Linked DNA regions of Mus musculus: region 2 is linked to region 1. A link is a contact called in public promoter capture Hi-C data. All regions are on one chromosome and are shown on one strand. The core of a region is the stretch at or near the end of the contact, and the rest is flanking DNA. Distances in the headings are between cores, read along the strand shown. Region 1 overlaps 1110051M20Rik (RIKEN cDNA 1110051M20 gene). Region 2 overlaps Lrp4 (low density lipoprotein receptor-related protein 4).

Evidence for each region. Capture Hi-C pulls out chosen DNA fragments and counts their contacts.
Region 2: a promoter capture Hi-C map of adipose tissue shows a contact between it and region 1. The contact joins two enhancer-like sites. A contact is called at or near these places in 4 of 39 promoter capture datasets (the SN4741 cell line, hematopoietic stem and progenitor cells, liver and 1 more), 20 of 484 Hi-C or Micro-C datasets (the HL-1 cell line, the HPC-7 cell line, bone marrow-derived macrophages and 7 more), 2 of 115 datasets of contacts at active chromatin or transcription factors (both in embryonic stem cells) and 3 of 9 other capture datasets (adipose tissue, liver and pancreatic islet).

What each region holds. Positions count from the first base shown.
Region 1 is chr2:91,410,511-91,414,469 of GRCm38.p6, forward strand. The region is part of intron 2 of 1110051M20Rik (RIKEN cDNA 1110051M20 gene); the gene reads right to left. Among named protein-coding and RNA genes, the nearest start is that of 1110051M20Rik, 32 kb to the right of the region's middle. Within about 2 kb of position 2,036, at least 84 of the 459 cell types and tissues checked have an H3K27ac peak or open chromatin away from gene starts, as enhancers often do. A contact at or near this core is called in adipose tissue, bone marrow-derived macrophages, granulocyte-monocyte progenitors and 1 more, where this site is marked.
Region 2 is chr2:91,474,740-91,478,698 of GRCm38.p6, forward strand. Lrp4 (low density lipoprotein receptor-related protein 4) reads left to right here. Exons shown (of 38, transcript NM_172668.3): 7 at 1-86; 8 at 444-569; 9 at 1,527-1,652; 10 at 1,845-1,979; 11 at 2,359-2,484; 12 at 2,782-3,012; 13 at 3,771-3,927. Among named protein-coding and RNA genes, the nearest start is that of Lrp4, 19 kb to the left of the region's middle. Within about 2 kb of position 1,867, at least 98 of the 459 cell types and tissues checked have an H3K27ac peak or open chromatin away from gene starts, as enhancers often do. A contact at or near this core is called in adipose tissue, bone marrow-derived macrophages, granulocyte-monocyte progenitors and 1 more, where this site is marked.

The DNA of each region.
Region 1 (3,959 bases), core at 786-3,285:
ATTGGGATTCCTCCTGATTTGTTCACTGCTACATCCCTAGCATCTACAACACTGGGTAAGGTACAGGTACCTTACTCAGTGGCTGCGTGAGAAGTAGTGTCAGCAGTGATGGACCAGAGCTTATGCAACACTCATTAGACCTTAAGCTGAACAACAAGCCCTTCACATCCATTATCTAATTTAATCTTTCCTTCCAACAATTTGGTAATGAACATTTTTTTTTCGGTTTTTTTTTTTTCAAGACAGGTTCTGGCTGTCCTGGAACTCACTTTGTAGACCAGGCTGGCCTCGAACTCAGAAATCCACCTGCCTCTGCCTCACAAGTGCTGGAGTTAAAGGCGTGCGCCACCACTGCCTGGCATTGAACATATTTTTATGTATGAATCTCACTGTTTTACAGAAAAAGCTAAGCACCCTGCCCGAAACACACTGGCAGGCCCTCAAACAAAGATCAAAGTCTCTATTCTTAACCATTATGCTACTGTGCTTTCAGGCCATATTAAAAGCCCGTTTTCCCCCTATGCAAATTCTATTTGTCTTTCCCAATGAAGAAAAGCTCCCCGTGTTGTTACTTAACTGCTCTTATTTAACTATTCATTCTCCTTGTTCTCAACTCTTAGCCTACTGTCTATATAACTTAATGCTATTGCAGAAGATCTGATCACGTGCTCCCGCTGTCTGCTCCTCTGTAAACGTTATCCTCAGCCAAAGTACAGTTCTTTACAGGCAAATTCCTACTGATACATGATGCTTTGTCACAATACTTACTGTATGGCAAAGGAATGAAGAAAAACATTTAGTCAGGAAAATATGCAAGAAACAGAGTAGTTTGGGGATCAGACTTGTATGGTTTAAAATTCTAAACATCACATTGAACTAAAAAAAACCACTCTCTTTAAAAGGTGATTTTTCATCAAAATTCCCATAGTATCCCCTGGATGTTCAGGGCAATCTGGAGATAACAGTTCTTAGTTAAACCCTCTTGACAGGGCATGTGTATTACATAGTAGGTGAAGTATGAGAGTGTGCAGATAAACAATTATCCACGCATGTAAACGGCAACTTGTGTGGTGTAAATAGATTCCCCCTGTGTGGAACTGCCTGCATAATGCTCTCTCTGGGCTCTGTGGTTTCTCAGTACATTCCAACTGCTCAGAGGCTGGAGTCTGACTGCCAGCATGAGGAGCAAGGACCTCAGGAGAGAAGGTCTGCTTTCCATTACCCTGAACACAGCCCAGCCAGAGTGAAGAGCACAAACCAGAAGGCTGGACCTCAGCTCTCCCATTACACCTTGACAGTTTTTAATCTTAAGAGGCAGAGGAAGTTGAGTGTAGATGTTGAAGATGAGTGAAGAACAAAGACGAAGGGAGGGAGAGAGGGAAGGAGAAAGAGAAGGAAAGAAAAGAAAAGAGAAAAAGGAAAAAAAAAGAGGAGAAAGCTGGAGAGATGGCTCCACAATTAAGAGCACTGTCTGCTCTTCCAGAGGACCCAGGTTCAATTCCAGGACCCACATGGCAGCTCACAACTGTCTGTAACTTCAGCTCCAGAGTTCTAACACCCTCGTACAGACACAACAATGCACAGAAAAAATACAATTGAGTGCATTATCCAGTGAGACAGAAGCTCTGTTAGACAGTTATCTGAATGAGCAATCGAGTGGCTGACACTAAGTGGCTAACAGGCATGTGGCAAATCATCAGCTGTTTGGGTCTCAAAAGTACACAAAGTGTAGGGTGAGGAAGAACTATTATAAAACAGGAGGTGACCCGGGTCCTCGACCTTGAGACCACTTCAGGTTCAAAGAGGAAGAAGCCGGAGATTATTACTTTCTAAGAAATAACAAGGCAGAAGCAGCAAATGGCAGGCTAGACCAGAAACAAAGAAGCCGTTCCCATGAAAACAGAACTGTTATTGGTGGGCCTTAGGAGGCCTTCAGCCTTCATTTCCTCTTCCTGGTTTCCTAACCGCTGAGTTCCTCTTGACTTGGGAAATGGGGGGAGGTAATCATGTGTTCCTTGACAGAGGAAGCGAGACCAGTTACTACTTCTCTAACCTTTGACTCTGCATTCTCAATGAGTTAGAGGACCAGTAGGCTGTGAAATCACTTCCTGGGTCACCAGGTCAAGTGCTGCTTGCTGGACGGTTTCCTGGGATGGTGACATGAAGGGCCTGAAGAAGAAAGACTTTACACAAATGGCAGTTCTTGTATCCTCAGTGACTCCGGCTCTTTCAGCATCAAATAGATTCTGGTGACTCAACTGCCTGCCATGGCTCCTTGGAGTGTGTCTGTCCTAGCAAACCTCTCCTAATACAGAAAAGAACCAGAAATCTCTCTGCATTTCACAAATGGCAGTTTAGCAGAAGTGTCTGGGCCAGTAACAGGACAGTGCTGCTTTAACTGAAGGCAAAATCTATTCCTGGCAATTGTGAGTCTCTGAGAATCCAGTTGTTGACAATGAGAAATGGGTAATTTTCTGTTACAATGAGTCAAGTCTAGCTAAGAGCTGAACTGTGGAGAAAGGCAGGAGGGGGCTGGCTGGCAGTCACTTTTGCTTCACCACACCACATTTTGACTTAATTTAACAACAATAAGTAGAAAAAACATGGGGCAGAAATGGCCCAGGGAAGTCTTACACACATCCTTGATGCAAAGCCATGAGCTTAGAAGCCTCTGCTGTGTTTCCTGGGCCCCAGTTCTCTGTCCCTCTGCTGCCATGGGCACAGGACAAATCAAAGCAGCAGCACTTACAGGGGAGATGGTGAGTATGTCTGAACACTCTGACAACTTTAGAAACGTCTTTGCCCTGATTATTCTAGACTGTTCATAGGCCTTGGGAGTACCTACTGTATAAAAGAAGAAACAATCTGTGTTTATTATGTCATGTGTATGGTGCCCAGCGGTGCCCACAGAGGCTCAGAATGGGAGTTGGGTCCTGTTGGACTGGAGAAACAGCCAGTTGTGAGTTGTCTGTTGTGAGCTGCTATGAGGATGCAGGGACCTGGACCCAGGTCCTCTTCGAGAGCAGTGAGTGCTCACCAGCCCGTGTTCTGTATTTTTTAATCCAAGGGCTGTTTCATTAGAATTATATAGTCAGTGATTTATGAATATGTGCTACTGGGACTTTTTTCTTCTATGAGTAAATTAATAAGATTCACATTTCATGGGTTTATTCTAATTCAGGACAATAGAGAAGGAATTTGATGCTGAAACTTTTTATGATAGTAATCCAAAGAAGCATTCAACTTCTCAAATGAACTCTGATAATTACTATGCCTTAGAATGAAATTGTTGTTCCTTTCCTAAAACCTGATAGGTAAAGCCTCCCATTTCCATACTTATACTACATGAAGGACAACACAAATTATTTTTCTGACTGCTTTATTACTTTTCTTATCGAATCTGAACAAGGCATGAGGAAGGCCACTGTCTGCAGAGCCACCCTTTGTTAAGACATTAAGTCACAAGGGCATGCACTTTGGCATGTTCCCTGAGAGCCACTGCCAAGAACACAGTAGCACATAGAGTAAAACAACATGATCTTTCCATACACAGGCAGAGAAGGTAATCAAGGCAGACAAAGGAAAGGGGGACAGCCTGTGAAATATGTTCTTGTCTCCTGATGCTCTCAATGTCTTCTCCTCCAAGAGTCTTGAAGGCATCCTATAAATCATATAACCCTGGTTACCTCTTGTTATTTATCTCATTATACTTACCAGCTGTATAACCTTCAGAATGTGACTTTTATGTGTCTGAATTCCCAAATGTGTGAAATGGACTAATACTGGTATCCTACCTCATAAGTGTATGGAAATTAATGACGGTGTATGCTGAGAACAGTGTTTAGCACAAAGTGTTCACCAGACACAGCTCTTACAGCATCAACTTGTTCACACTGTGTCTGAACACAGAAGCACACGCAAGTACTCGAACACAGCTACTGAGGGGCTGTCTGTAGCGT
Region 2 (3,959 bases), core at 617-3,116, 64 kb after region 1:
GTGTGACAGTGGCCTGTGCATCAACTCGGGCTGGCGCTGTGATGGTGATGCAGACTGTGATGACCAGTCTGATGAACGCAACTGCAGTGAGTTGGGGGTAGCATCAAAGGCTTGGGGGGCCAAGGAGAAGGGTTTGGGTGCAGATAGAGCATGAAGACATAGTGAACAGCTATACAGTTGTGTGGTTGTATGCTGCACAGAGGCACTATATCTAAAGGATACCTGTCGCCTAGTAGTCCACAGACTTGTAGACACACCATGGCAGTTAAAATAGTAGGCGGAAGTAAGGGACTCTGAGGAAAGGTCACCTGGTTCATAAAGAGATACCTTCTGCAACACCACCATCAAGAAGAGTAGCCTGTGTACTTTGGGAGGCAGAGAGTTTCAGGCTGGGGTGGGAGGACCAGCCTTTCTTCCATTAATTAGGTCTTTGCTCTGTCCAGCCACCTCCATGTGCACAGCCGAACAGTTTCGCTGTCGGTCAGGCCGTTGCGTCCGTCTGTCCTGGCGCTGTGATGGGGAGGATGACTGTGCGGACAACAGCGATGAAGAAAACTGTGAGAACACAGGTGGAGTCCCCAGCGGTATCCCCGCCCTGCCCTAATGTTGGGAGTGGGAGGCAGAGAAGCAAAGGGAACATTGCCATTGCTTTCAATGGCCTGGACTTGCCCTGCCCTTCCCAGTGAGTAGGGTCAGATCCAGCTGTTGGAGCAGGGGAGATAGCACTTGCTATGCAAGCACAAGGACCCAAGTTCAAATCCCTAGCACCCAAGTTAAAAAGCTAGGTATGGCTGTGAGTGCCTGTAACACCACCGCTGGGGGGGGAAGAGAAAGTCAGACCCCTGAAGCTCATTAACCAACCAGCCTCACCAAATGGCCAGCTCCTGATTCAATGAGAAACCTTGTCTCAAGGCAATAAGACAGAGAATGAACGATAAAGTTATCAGATATTGTCCTTGGCCTCTGCACACACAGGTATGGGCACACATACCCATATTCATAGTCACATGCGTGTACCACACATCCACACAACATATCACATACGTACACACACATGCACATGCACAATCCAGATGCGCTGAGGAACTGTGTACAGTTCTTGAACACAGAGTCAAGGCTGTGAGTCTTTGCAGCTGCTCAAATTCTCACTTCCAATCTGGCCTTGGGAGGAAGGGCTGTTGTCCAGCCAGTAGCCCAGTGTCTACTTCCACTCTGCAGGAAGGACTGGCAGTCTCTGCGTCTGCTCCCCGCCCACCCCACCAGTCCCTGCTAAACCTGGTTCTGACTACAAGACTACACTCCGACTCTGTTCCCATCACTCATCCATCGTGGAATCCCAGGGAGAAAACAAACTCAGACACTCAACCAGCCTTGTCTGAGCTGTTTCCTGCCTCGGACCCCATCCCTCCCACCTTGACGCTCAGCTGGCTCCACTTTACCCTAGAAAATGACAGGCTCCTGTCCCTTGTGGACTCAAGCCCTGCCCTCCTGTGACCTGACTCTCCCCCTCCTCCCTCTCTTTCTAGGAAGCCCCCAGTGCGCCTCTGACCAGTTCCTGTGTTGGAACGGGCGCTGTATTGGGCAGAGGAAGCTGTGCAACGGGATCAACGACTGCGGTGACAGCAGTGACGAAAGTCCACAGCAGAACTGTCGTGAGTGTCTCTAGCGGGTGGGCCCTGCCCGTGGTTTGTGGCTGAGCCCCACCCCTAGGGTTCAAAGGGAGGCCTCCCTTGGGACTCTCACAGTTTTTGGGAGCTGTTCTTCGTGGTCCAGGTGGAATGCCAAGTTGGCTGGACGGGGGTGGATTCTGGGCTCGGCTCCCAACTCTGGCTTGGCTGTCACAGGGCCCCGGACGGGTGAGGAGAACTGCAATGTTAACAACGGTGGCTGTGCCCAGAAGTGTCAGATGGTGCGAGGGGCAGTGCAGTGTACCTGCCACACAGGCTACCGGCTCACAGAGGATGGGAGAACGTGCCAGGGTGAGCTGGGGCCTGTTGGGGGTGGGGGGAAGGAGGGGAGGGAAGCTGGGTGACATATCAGATGGGTGTGACCTTGACTCATCGTTACACTGACCCTGGGAAGTAGGGATCATTTCTCTCATTTTGCAGATAGGGAAACAGAAGTGCAGAGAGTATAGGTAATTTACCCAAAGCCACACAGATAGTAAGCAGCCGAGTTGGAGTTTGAAATCTGAGACTCCATGACCTCAAAGCCCGAACCACTGGTTACACAGTTTCCCTCCTGGCTGTGGCAGTGGATGGGGATATGGAGCTGTGACCAGGGAGACAATGGGGTGGCTTAGGAGTGTGTGGGAAGATGGTTGTAGGCAGGCTTCCTCACCCTGCCTGGTATCCACAGATGTAAACGAATGTGCTGAGGAGGGGTACTGCAGCCAGGGCTGCACAAACACTGAAGGGGCTTTCCAGTGCTGGTGTGAAGCAGGGTATGAGCTACGGCCCGATCGGCGCAGCTGCAAAGCTCTGGGTAAGGAGGGTTGGCACTTGCCTGGGTGGGCGGAACAGACAAAAGCCAGGTGTTAGAGCTGAGGGATTTGCTAAGATGTAGACTGATTTTTTTGCAAATTGCAATCTGGGCGCCAAGTGAAAGGCGATTGGGTTTGGGGTTAGAAAGGATTCTAGTGTTCTAGTCCAAATTTCAGCAGCTTGGGACATGCTCTAGTGGGCAAAGGGCCCCAGCTATGAGCTGAGGCCCTGAGGGTGCATGCTGATGGGTATCTGTGGCTCTGAGGCCCAGTGGGTCCTATTTCTATGCTGTGTCCAGGGCCAGAACCTGTGCTACTGTTTGCCAATCGTATCGACATCCGGCAGGTGCTCCCGCACCGCTCCGAGTACACGCTGCTACTGAACAACCTGGAGAACGCCATTGCCCTCGACTTTCATCACCGGCGGGAGCTGGTCTTCTGGTCGGATGTCACCCTGGACCGCATCCTCCGTGCCAACCTTAATGGCAGCAATGTAGAGGAGGTGGTGTCTACTGGGCTAGAGAGCCCAGGTAGGAAAACAAGGCCCTGAGTGGAGAGCCTGGAATGCCATGTGCAAAAAAACACAGCGGAAAGGGGGGGCCGGGCCAGTGTTTCCAAAGTGCACAAAGCAGAAGGCCTCTTCCAGTGAAATCTTGGGTGAAACTCTCAGATAGGAACCAACTGAGGAGTTGAAAATGCTGCTCAATTGGTAGAGTGCTTGCTTAGCATGAACACAAAGCTCTAAGCTTGATTCCCCAAGCACTGCATAAACCAGACATGATGATGCCTGCCTGTCATCTGAAGAGGTAGAAGCAAAAGGATCAGAAAAGTTCAAGGTCATTCAGTTTAAAGCCGGGCTGAGATACACGAGACCCCCATCTCCACATACAAAAAGCAATAGCTAATCTGGTGGCCTCAGGCTTATCCTACAAGCAGGTTAAGTGACTAAGAAGTCAGCAGCATCCAGGGCTGGAGTTGCAACTCAGTAGGACAGCACCTGCCTACTTATGAAAGGCACTGATTTCCATCCACACACAGCACCAGGGCGTCCAGAGTTCAAGGCCATCCCCAGCTCTGTGTGGATGAAGTGCGTGACCCCGGTCAACTGCTTGACTTCCCTTCCCACTCTGGGAAGCTCAGTGCCAAGCTCACAGAGACGATGTGTGTCAGAGTTACAACAAGGTCCTAGCCTCAGAAGCAACGTCTTGTAAGAGTCTGCTCTTGTTTCCAGGACGCAGAGCTACCTAGGGTGAATGGCTGACACTCTTCCCTTGCCTCCTCTCACCAGGGGGCCTAGCGGTGGATTGGGTCCATGACAAGCTCTACTGGACCGACTCTGGGACGTCGAGGATTGAGGTGGCTAATCTGGATGGGGCCCACCGGAAGGTGCTGCTATGGCAGAGCCTAGAGAAGCCCAGAGCCATTGCCCTACACCCCATGGAGGGGTGAGTAGGTGTCTCAAATTTCCAGGTCCCTC